Regions from separate parts of the Mus musculus genome. Here regions 1, 2 and 3 are each linked to region 4. Evidence: chromatin contacts called from public Hi-C and promoter capture Hi-C data. All regions are on one chromosome and are shown on one strand. The core of a region is the stretch at or near the end of the contact, and the rest is flanking DNA. Distances in the headings are between cores, read along the strand shown.

The links. Promoter capture Hi-C pulls out the DNA fragments that hold promoters and counts their contacts. A called contact is a pair of places that touch in the nucleus more often than the background predicts.
Region 1: a contact with region 4 is called in a Hi-C map of cortical neurons, with 4 times the contacts expected there. The contact joins the enhancer-like site here to the promoter of Schip1 in region 4. A contact is called at or near these places in 5 of 39 promoter capture datasets (embryonic stem cells, hippocampal neurons, liver and 1 more), 1 of 15 datasets of contacts at CTCF or cohesin (stem cell-derived epiblast-like cells), 17 of 484 Hi-C or Micro-C datasets (the N1E-115 cell line, the P5424 cell line, cardiomyocytes and 10 more) and 1 of 115 datasets of contacts at active chromatin or transcription factors (astrocytes).
Region 2: a contact with region 4 is called in a promoter capture Hi-C map of neural stem cells. The contact joins the promoter of Lxn here to the promoter of Schip1 in region 4. A contact is called at or near these places in 12 of 39 promoter capture datasets (the 3T3-L1 cell line, the C10 cell line, the HPC-7 cell line and 7 more), 1 of 484 Hi-C or Micro-C datasets (embryonic stem cells) and 1 of 115 datasets of contacts at active chromatin or transcription factors (large pre-B cells).
Region 3: a promoter capture Hi-C map of embryonic stem cells shows a contact between it and region 4, with 2.8 times the contacts expected there. The contact joins the promoter of Gfm1 here to the promoter of Schip1 in region 4. A contact is called at or near these places in 10 of 39 promoter capture datasets (the 3T3-L1 cell line, the C10 cell line, embryonic stem cells and 3 more), 1 of 15 datasets of contacts at CTCF or cohesin (pro-B cells), 2 of 484 Hi-C or Micro-C datasets (the N1E-115 cell line and embryonic stem cells), 4 of 115 datasets of contacts at active chromatin or transcription factors (embryonic stem cells, large pre-B cells and pro-B cells) and 1 of 9 other capture datasets (embryonic stem cells).

Annotation. Positions count from the first base shown.
Region 1 is chr3:68,955,252-68,957,951 of GRCm38.p6, reverse strand. All of the region lies in intron 8 of Ift80 (intraflagellar transport 80), which reads left to right. Among named protein-coding and RNA genes, the nearest start is that of Ift80, 48 kb to the left of the region's middle. Within about 2 kb of position 1,366, at least 47 of the 459 cell types and tissues checked have an H3K27ac peak or open chromatin away from gene starts, as enhancers often do. A contact at or near this core is called in cortical neurons and hippocampal neurons, where this site is marked.
Region 2 is chr3:67,462,547-67,465,246 of GRCm38.p6, reverse strand. Lxn (latexin) reads left to right here and starts at 1,340. Exons shown (of 6, transcript NM_016753.4): 1 at 1,340-1,661. The coding sequence starts at 1,533. All of the region lies in intron 13 of Gfm1 (G elongation factor, mitochondrial 1), which reads right to left.
Region 3 is chr3:67,428,658-67,431,400 of GRCm38.p6, reverse strand. It overlaps Gfm1 (G elongation factor, mitochondrial 1), which reads right to left and starts at 1,286. Exons shown (of 18, transcript NM_138591.2): 1 at 1,079-1,286. The coding sequence starts at 1,162.
Region 4 is chr3:68,063,531-68,066,230 of GRCm38.p6, reverse strand. Schip1 (schwannomin interacting protein 1) reads right to left here and starts at 1,429. Exons shown (of 8, transcript NM_001113421.1): 1 at 1,224-1,429. The coding sequence starts at 1,289. All of the region lies in intron 4 of Iqschfp (Iqcj and Schip1 fusion protein), which reads right to left.

The sequences.
Region 1 (2,700 bases), core at 117-2,616, 890 kb before region 4:
GGCGGCTGTCCTCTGCAGCGTGGTCAGCCTCCGGGGGCTCCATTCACAAAGAAAATGGACTCTCCCCGCCTAGAAGCATCGGTGGAAGTGGCTCCTTAGCTAAAGTGGGAGTCCATGAGCCCTGCATGCAGGTTGGAGTGTCAGTTGGCTTGCTCTTCTGCAGACCTATCTTGTGTAGATAACCACAATTGCCTTGTGCCCATTAATGCAGTTGTCCAAGAAGGACTAGAAGACACTGCTGCACTCCAGTCTTCCCCAACTTCTGGCTCTTACAGTCTTTTTGTCCCCTATTTCACAACGGTCCGGAGCCTTTGGGGAAAGGAGTGTTACACAGCTGTCCCATTTGTGGCTGGGCACACCACAGACACTTTCTTCATGTTAGTTAACCAGTTGTGAGTTTCAGCATTAACTGCATGACGAAACTTCTCACAGGAGGTCTCAGAGCTGCACAAAAACAGTTGATGGGTCTAAAGATTTAGGGGGCAGCTTGATGTCTGTTTAGTGGAATAATAAGCTTCCCACTAAGGCCTTTGAGTCCAGAACTGTGGGCTCTTGGAGCCCTAATTGTAATGTGCTTAAGTGAAATCTTACCTTAGGCTTAGACTCTTTCTTGTTCTGGTCATTTTTGTGTAGGGGTTGCTTGAGCGTGCTCCTTGGTCTTGAATACCTAGTTGTCAAGAATCCCCTTTCCCAGCTCCACCTCTTCATGATCTTATTTCCGATCAGAAGGAGGCTGGAAGCTGCTGCTTTGTGGCTCTTAGTGCGGACCGTGGGCCCAGGGCAGCTTTTACAGTGCTGATTGGGAAGTACTTGCTGTGTGATTTTTTTTCCCCCTCCCCTGGAGAAACACAAAACAAACATCTACTCACCCCAGATGACAGTGTAAACAGACCAAGGAAAGGATCCACCCAGGTCGGTCTTGCTTAGCCAGTGAGTTCACTGGAGTTACTTACGGGAGTGTGCTATGGGTGGTCCTCTTCTAGCTTGTCTTTGGTCCATGCATTTGTTTTCCTCCCTTCCCTTCCCTTGTCCCTGTTTAGGGATAAACTCTGGCCAGGGTTGTGGCCAGCCTTTGTGGGGCTGGGGCTTTGTGCATGTCTAACAAGCACTCTGCCAGCTCTGCTCTGAACCCTGCCTATAGCAGTTGACGTTGATAGATACTGTGCACGCATGCTGAGTTTGTATAACATATACCTCAGGTTTATCATAGTAGTATTCTAGCAAAATGAGGAATGAGCATCTGTGAGTAGGAAGCTGATTGGCAGTTGTTCTGTTTTCCTAAAATGCATTGCCTGCAGCTCGTTAAGAATGTGAAAGGAAGCTTGTGCTTAACCGAAAAGGTCTGCCTGCCTGCCTGCCTGCCTGCCTGCCTGCCTTCCTTCCTCAAATGGCTACCAGCAGTCAATTGAGTGAGGGGTGGCAGATGAAGGAGGGAGTAGACTGATCCCAAAGAAACCTAGGAAAGAGGGGAAGAGAGATAAAGAACAAGGGCTTTAGTGGGCTCTCATTTTTCCTGAGGAATCCATCGTTTATACCATACAAGCCAGCGTCAGACACACATGAGGAGACCAGGGAAGATAGGCAGCATCTGTCGATGGTGGCTTGTGGGTGATTCACAAACTGGAGAGGCCACATCAGAGTTCCTGATGGTGGTGCTTTGGTGTTACGGGAGTGCCCCAGGCACAGCCAGCTGGGCAGAGGTTGGATGGTAGCCGTTGTCTTTCTGTTTGGCTATGTCAGGTCATTGGCTGACTGTTGAATACCACAGTGAAGACTTCAGTTACCAGACAGGAGAGGAATAGTCTCTGGGCTAACAGTCTGGAAAAGTCTCTAAATGGGCAGGTGACTGCTGTTCCTATCAGGCAAGTACACAGACTGAATCAGGAGTCTGTTTTCCAGAGTTATTCACATGGTGGTATTGAAATATCCAGTTTTTAAAAGAAAAGAAAAAATGAGTTTTCAAAACACAAAAAACCCTCAAGATATAAGACATACTAAAAAGTGGAATACAATGGCCCATTCTTAGGGGGAAAAAAGGTGACAAAAACCATTCCTAAGATATCCAGCACTGAGCCTGTTACACAGAGGCCATGTGCTCAAAATAATTAAAGAAATGTTGATAAATCAACAGAAACATTTTGAGACAGTGAGCCTGGGTCCATTGTGTAGTGCTTGTTGACTAGACTGGTCTCGGACTGAGCGAGCTCTGCCAGGCTCTGCTCTCCGTGTGCTCGGATTAAAGGCACACAACACCCAACCAAAGGAACCCAATTAGAAGTCTGAAGTTAAGTAGAAATACTCCAGAACTCCGAAATACTATCTTTTCAGTAACAAGTTTTATGCATCTAAAATTGACAAAGCAATACATTTTTGACTCCCCAGAAAATGTGAAAATGGCCTTCCTTTGTAGCACATGGATAGAAGCATTATCCACTTTAGGTTTTCTCAAGTATAATTTGACACTTTGACACAGCTGTTATGCATTCAAGAAAATATAAAATGTTCGCTGATATCAAGCAGGTGTGGTCCTTGCTGCCCATCCTGATGACCTGACTCGGATCCCCAAGACCCACATGGCAGAGGGAGAGAATCAACTCAGTTGTCTTCTCCCCTCCACGGGAGCACCATGTGTGCACACCAAAATAAATAAATAAAAGAACAAAAAGTTAAGCCAGGAAAGAGCATTACTTTTAGCTGTTT
Region 2 (2,700 bases), core at 91-2,590, 600 kb after region 4:
CACAGTCATCTCTAACTCCAGTCCCATGGAATTTGACACCTTTTACTGACACCTCCTTGGGCAATAGGGACACACACACACACACACACACACACACACACATCATGCAGGCAAAAACTCTAAGAAAGACATTTTAAAAGAAGGCACAAGGCTAGGAATGATATTCTTGCAATTCAGTTTATTTAATGTTTAAATGAAAAAGTTTCCCTTTTAAGTAATAATTACAATTTTAAGAAACCTCAAGTGCCATCATGCCAGTCTATACTAATTATTAAATACAGAATCTTTGACTATTCGTTAGACTTTAAAATGCTCACTTTGGAAGCCCATACTCACACACACACTCTCTCCTAAAGGGGTTGGCTTACAGCTAAAAAGACAAACATTTCCAATATCAAGAGAAAAAAAAAAAGTTAGACTTGTTATCCCCTAGCTGCTTCATTGCTGTTGGCTAACATAACTAGAAAAGATGGGGAATGAACGAACTGAGTTGGTTGGTATTTAATAATCCACTGGGCCCAAAGAAAGTCCTCAGTTATAGGAAAGCTCCATTAGCACACGAGGAAAGCAACACGTGTCCCACAGGGCACCTTCCCCTTCTCTGCAGAGTGGCTGCAACATAGACAGTCTACCCAGAAAGCCTCCAACCATCTACCTTTTAAGAGAAATAGAGATGGGGCTGGAGAGTTGGCTCGGCAGCTGAGGCAGAGGACTTGAGTTTGGTCCCCAGCACCCATACTGTGTGGCACACAACTCCAGCTCCCGGGTAATCTGATGTGCCTGCACACACGTGTGCACATACACATAAAAAGTCATTAAAATAGGATTTCAAGAAAGATGGGAGTGGTGGTTCACGCTCATTAAGCTTTATATTTCTAAGATCACTAAGGTCTTATGAATGGGGAAGTATTTCCTCTGATCCTGACCAGTCTCCCAACGTTTTAAAATGGCTTTTCTGCTTTCCCACTCTGGATCTGCCTCTAAAGGAACCTGGCTGAGCAAGAGTCTCACAAAGGGAAGGGTAAGGGCTGAATTACACTTGGAGCACTTTGCCCCCTGCCCCGTGACAGCCCGTTTGAAAAAGGAGAGGTGTACTCTAATCTGTACGTGAAACAGCCAGCGATTCCTCATCCGGCAGCTGAAGCCCTCAGAAGGACCCATCGAGGCAAGGCCAGAAAGCCCTTCCCCTTCCTCCAGGTTCTCCCTCCCGCTCCACACCTGCCCAGACCCGCGGGAGCCGGAGGGAATGCCCGAGCTTTTCTCCCGGAGGTGCCCGCCTACCCCAGGGCGGGGCCGAGGCTCCCGGCAGAGCCACTGCCCGAACGGTTTCCTGAGTGAAGGAGGAAGAGGGAAGGAAGGCGCTGAGGAGCGAGCAAGCGCGCACGCCCAGCCCAGCTACCGACTGACTTCACCACCTCACCGACACCCACTTGGACACCCACTCGGCTGGCCAGCACTCCACACTGACGGGACCCTGGCTGCACCCGCCGTGATCTCTTTGAACTAGGATAGCCCGCGCTGTCTCCCCCAAGATGGAAATCCCACCCACCCACTATGCTGCGTCCAGGGCCGCCTCGGTGGCGGAGAACTGCATTAACTACCAGCAGGGGACTCCCCACAAGCTGTTCCTGGTGCAGACGGTCCAGCAGGCCAGCAAGGAGGTGAGTCTGCGAGGAGAAGCCCTGCGATCGGCTCCCCCTACTGCCCCCACCCCATCCCGGCCGCGGGACCCTGCTCTGCCTCTGAATAGCATTGCTATGAGCTCCCCTATATGGGACTCATCCCAGAACTGTTTGCTTTCACGGTAAAGCAGAGGACCTATGCAGCCAGATTTTGTGCATATTAGTTTAAGGGATTGGGAAATACACGGGGTTAATCTCACCCTTTCCTGTGGAGAGAAGAGGTCTAGGGAAGACAGCATTCTAAACAATCTGGAAGCTGTTATAGTTTCTCCATCTGCCGCTAGCTAGCCTTGGCCAACAAAAGCTCATGGCCTCCAAACGACTCCATAAACTTTTAAGAGTAACTCTTAAGCCCTTTGCCCAAAACGACGGGAAAACGCAAGAAATTCGCCCCGAGGAAAAAACAAAGGCAGTGTGGGCTGCTCGGGCTCCAGCCGCCCACATCCTGCCTGACATGCAGCCTTGCCTCTGCTGAAGCCGGCTAGGCTAAAGGGCCTCACCTACCTAGCGAGTGTCCCTATTTTTTTTTTCTTACAGCTCAAGATTTTTTTGGCTGACAAAGAAATGATTTTTATTTTCGAAACTGTACTAGATAATATAAATTAGTTACACACTTCAAAACTGGCTTTCATTTAAAAGGGGGATATCTAAATGATCTATTCATAAGGTCTTTTGAAGTGGTGTTTGACAGGACAGTATCAACAGCACTTACACACACTGTCTCTGAGCACTTGGCACTCATCCACCACACGTCGTTTACTCACTGAACACTCTGGTACCCCCGGCTTTAAGACAAACCCTTCCAAAGATGTGCCTACTGCCACTGCATCTGTGTCCTCTGTACGTTTCCACCCGCTTCCTAGACCTACCTAAATAAACTTGCTAGATACTGCCAAGTCCATGCTAGACACCCGATGACCGCCTTCCTGAGCAGCCGGGCTTGGGAAGCGATGAAGGATGGTAAGATGTACAGTCATGAGGAACGTCAGAACAAGACCCCTGGGATGTTTTAAAAGAC
Region 3 (2,743 bases), core at 37-2,536, 630 kb after region 4:
CACCACGTGCACGCCTGGTGCTGGAAAGGTCACATCGCCTAGAGCTGGAGTTATGGATGGTTCCGAACAAAGATGTGAGTTTTGGGCATTCAACTCTTCCTCTGGAAGAGCAGTCATGGGCTACGTTTTCACCCCTCCACTGTGTGGGTCCCAAGACTGACACTCAGGCTGTCACACTTGACAACTACCCTTATGGCTGGCTGATCCACACTGCTAACTTTTAAATACACACTACCATAATAGTCAGAGCTATACCTCTCAATGGCCACTTTAACAAGAGATACAAGTTTTAGATTGAATTGTACCTTAGGTTCTCTGTCTTCTCCCGTCCTGTAATTCACAGCTAGCAAGGGGCATATGGGTCTACCCAACTAACAGCCACAAGACAACTCCAAAAAGGTTTCCAATTTCATCTGAACGAAAACAAGGAAGTGCCTTTTGGGGTGGTGGTGTTCCTGTCAGCTTTACAGTGGGGGGTGGAGGGGGATGTATTTGTTGAATCAAAACAAAACTGCACACCCAAACGCTTGGCAAACACTTCTGGGTAGAGGGAAACTGGGCACATGTCAAAGAAGACAGCTGACAAGCGCTTGGATGGTTAAACCACAGGAACACTTGGTAGCAAAGCAAACGAGGTATCCATGACAGGTAAGAGGTCACATCTACCAACGGCTTCCCTGCTCTGAGTACCTCACTCCAAAGACTTACAAAGTTTAATCTATACACCTGACTGGGAAACTTGGCCAGAGAAGAGTACCGGGATGTTGAATAGAACCCACACGTTCAGAGAGCATCCAACCACACCCAGTAGTAAGAGGACCACTGGATAACGAGTCCGAAATCCGGGATTCGAGCCCCGGGGACACTAACTTTCATCTGACCTTCACTCGGGGCACTTCTCTTTAAGGTAGATCATCAGGAAGGGAGGGACCCCGGCGCAGAGCTGCGGGTCGCAAGGCCGAGCTGGCATGCGGATACCCAAGGGCTTACGGGGCTCGGGAAATCGCTGCTCAAGACCCCAGGTAAGGAAAGGTGTCGCCAACCTGCCCTGCTCTGGAAGGTTCTCTGGCACCAGTACCTGCTTCCCCTGCCAGCCCAGGACTGCAGGGACCCGAGGGAACGGTCCACGCCCCAGGGCTGCGGCGACCCGCAGCAGCCGCATGGCAAGCCTGGAACAGCCACTTCCAAGGCTCCTGCTCTGAGGTGATCGGTTGTGCTCAGCGCCGGCAGCAGAGCGGGAAGAGCTCAAAGTCACGCCGGCAACCGGAGCCGCAGGAGCACTTCCGGGAGGAAGGTCAGGAGGACGGCCAGAGGAAGACAAGGGAGAGGCACCTCTGTCTGAGCTCGACGTGGCGCGCGCCCTCTCCTGGTCAGGAGGAGAAAGCGTAGTTTATGCAGAGGATTGTCACAGGGAGGTGTCATTACTACGGAGGCAGGTACTCTGGTCCCTTTGTCTTTAAAGGAAAAAAATAAAAATTAAAAAACCATCTCTGTATAAAAAAAACAAAAACGTGCCGGGTATGGCGTCACACATGTCTAATAAGAACACTTCAGAGGCAGAACTAGGCGGATCTCTAATGAGTTCCAAGATAGCCTGGTCAGCAAAGAATTCTGGGCCAGACAGGACTAGACAGTGAGAACCTGTTTCAACAAAACAAAACAAAAGCTGCAGATTTTAAACATAGTTGTTTTACCTGCATGACAATGGGAAAACGTTTATAACAATTTAAATGGAAGGAGTACACAAAAATGTATTCATTACTACAGCATCAGAGAATCTGGGGGAGGGGCTGGAGATACGGCTCAGAGGTTAAGAGGTCTGCTCTTCCTGAGGTCCTGAGTTCAATTCCCAGCAAACGCATGGTGGCTCACAACCATCTGTAATGAGATCTGGTGCCCTCTTCTGGCCTGCAAGGTATACATGCAGGCAGAAAGCTGTATACATAATAAGTAAATCTTAAAAACAAATACTTCAAAGAGACTCTGGGGAAATGAGAGTAGATATATGTTGGATTACAAATAAAATTTTTCAAAACCTTCTTTATTGTTCATCAGTAATACTAGCTATGCATCTTCAAAACTGCACCCGTGGCGCTTCTGTCTGGGCTTCTTAAAGGCCTCAAAAACGTTGACATATCTAAAACAGAGCTTCTAGTCTTCCCCAAACCTCCTCATACAGTCTCCATCTTAGCAAAAGAATCTCCGTCCATCCAGTTGACCTAGCCAAAGATGGCAGTCACTTGCTGGCTCCTGTAATCTAAGCCTCTCAGCATATGCGAACCTCCCATTTCCTTCCACCTCTCCACAGGGCTATTTCTTCCTGGGGTTACTGTGATGAGAACCGGGTTGATTTCACGGCTTTTGTCTTTCCCGGTTTTTTTTTTTTTTTTTCAGTAAACTCACACACTGACTAAAAGGATCTTCTCAAGCCAGACCATATTCCCTCTCCGCAGAAAATGATCTCCTTACTTTAGTGTTGTTAGGCTGGAACCCGTGCTCATCACCCCCCGACACACCCCCCCCCCACACACCCCCCAGCTACAAAACCCTATGTGCCCTCCTTCCCCATCCTACCACACAGAAAAAGCTCCCTGACCCCTCAAAGGAAACTACAGCCTAACAGGTCATCATCTTCCTGATTCCCGCTACCCACCTGGGAGTGCCTGCCTGGGCGCTCAGCTTTTTTTTTTTTTTTTTTTTTTCTTTTTTCTTTTTTTTAACCTTATATGGGCATAATCCCATG
Region 4 (2,700 bases), core at 180-2,679:
ATTGAGATCAATTTAGGAAAGCTCTAGTGTATCTACTAAGCAAAGCTGTCAAAAATACATATAACAATAGCACCTTAGTGCAAAATTAAGTCATGTCTTTTTAAATTATACATTTCACATACTGTCAAGAATAAGTACCATTTATCTAAAAATCAAATGGCAAGTTACTGAAGAGTTAAGATGAATGGCAATTCAGCTGAAATTAATATATAATAGAAAGAAATATCTATGCTTGATGTTTTCAAATATAAGAACCATCAAGAGAAGTGAGTTTTATATCATAATAACATTAAAAGAGTGTCGTTATACTTTAAAGTAAAGGGTTTAGCATATGTGTCTGAAACTATATTTAACTGGCCTGAAAAAATTTTTTTCTTTAATTATGTTTTAAATGGCCCTATGTTCTCCTACACAGAATATGTGCTGGGGTCGTTATTGGCAGCAATTAAGAGGATCTTCTCCCTTGGTTGTGTGAGGTTGTAATATACAGTTCTCCAGGGGTGTACGGATGATTTGTAAGGGTGGCTAAAGAATGATTGGGGGGGGGACGACAATAAATTTGTTGTTTTTGAATTTTTAATTTAAACAGTTAAGTTGGAAGTTTTGAAACTAAATAAATATATCTAGTGATACTAAGATAGCAATTTCAATAGCCCATATCTAATCATGTTATTTTAAGAAGCTGCTTATAACCTCCATCAGTTCCGCTGTATGTATTTGATGCAAATAAATGCCAGCGCTTTAAGTCACAATTGTCACCTGTGTGTCTGAACATTAGGACAGCTAAGTGCTCTTTTGGAATGGAAATTATGATCTGTGGTCTAAGAGTTTAACTGCTCTTCAGGTTAGTGACCAATCAGAAACCCCCTTTCAGCCCCTTCTGATTACAAAGAGCAACAAACTGCACATTTGAAACTATCTATGTATGTTTATAAAATGATAGTTCCAAAACATCTGGATTGTATATTTTCAGTGTAGTTAATTTGTGTTGGAGTTTTAACTTTCAACATTCTCAAAATTCAAAGTACAGACATTCACATCATAGAATGCAATATTTTCTTTAAATGAGCATATTAGCTCTTTCTAAAATAACATTTACCTGGTTGTCTCTAAACTTTAAAATGCAGTGAAGAACCTATCTTTTATAGTGTCTGTTTTATTAGACTTGGGGGTTACTGTTCCCATATGTCTATGGTATACAAGACTGGATGTGGAAAACTTACTCTGTCAGCTTGCTTGCCTGGGTCGCAGTCCCACGCGGCCCTTACGCGCTGCTCAGACCTCTCCATGGTGCTGAAGAGCTACCCTCGTCCATTTGAGAAGGAAGAGCGGTTCACTGAAACCGCCTTGGAAAGGAATCCATAGAGAGCCACTTTGTTAGCAGGTAAAGTTACCTAGAGAGTTTCTACAGCGCATGCCGCGAGGTGTGATGTCTCCCCTTTAGTTAACAACCCCGGCAGCTTAAAGCAAATCTTGGAGCATAAATCTTCAAAACTGAAGGAAAAATGTAAGTTTCCCAAGAGAAGAAACTGCCTGGTTTTTGTCTGCGTTGTTCAAATAGGGGGAATAAACATACAAAGATGACCAGGCTCCTTGGAGAACAGAGAAGTCCAAAGAGAGAACCTCTTGATCTTTATGAAGAGAACAATTCCCCTCTAATATGAAGCACTTGATTCACCTAATCTTCATTAACTTAAAAAATATATGAAAATAAAGCTGAAAACTCCACAAGGCTCCATTGTGGAATTCCACGATACACACTGTGCAAGCAGCTCTGCCTCCCTCTCGTCCCGGCTTCTGTCTGCTGAAGATTCTCACAGCAAATATCAGCAGACTCTTCTGCTTCTCGTAGGTTACCTCTTTCTGAGGCTGGAATGTATAAAGAGCCACATGACACCCAGTGATGTCATCTTGAAAGCAGGTCACAGTTGCTGCCGTATGTAGATGAAATCCTTCTATTAAGTATTTAGCATAATGATTTTCTTGAAAATCTATTTGCATCAAATAACTTGGTCTTCCACCAATACGGTTAACCCTATCAACAGAATGCCTCAAAGAGGTCGATTCCCAGCTCACACGCGAAGCCGTCTCGGGGTGAGCTGGGATGAGCTTCTGGTGTGCCTCAGGAGATGTGTCATTATGATCAACTCATGAAGAGTGTGAAGCCCCTTCTCTGCTCCCCAGGAGCTGCCGTAGAAACGAGAATGATTTCTTCAGACATGGAATCTACTTCGAAAACAACTCAGAATTTTTAGCACGTTAAAAAAAAATGTAATCTTCTAAAAATCAGATCACCATGACTGAGAAATAAAAGCTCAAGCAACTCCCTTCAACTCCTAACACTATTTTATTTAATGGGATAAAACATTTCAAAAGCATCAAAAACTTACTACTTCTGAAAAGATTTGAATTGTATTTTCAAAAAGTTGGTAGGGAGCTTTCTTTAATTATTCACAGATGTTTTAAATACAGAATGAAGAAATAGTTAAAATGTTAACGATATATTCTAAATAAGCCACTGTAAAAGATAACATACAGGTACAGTTTTAAGGAACTTAGGATGAGAGTGTCCAGTTTTATTCTATACAGCATGCTTCTCTTTTATTTCTAGTTAGTCACATAGCCTAATTAAAGATTTTTTTTTTCAGTCATGATTGGCAAAACTTCCCCATGCGTGAACTCAGTAGGTTATAAGAGGGG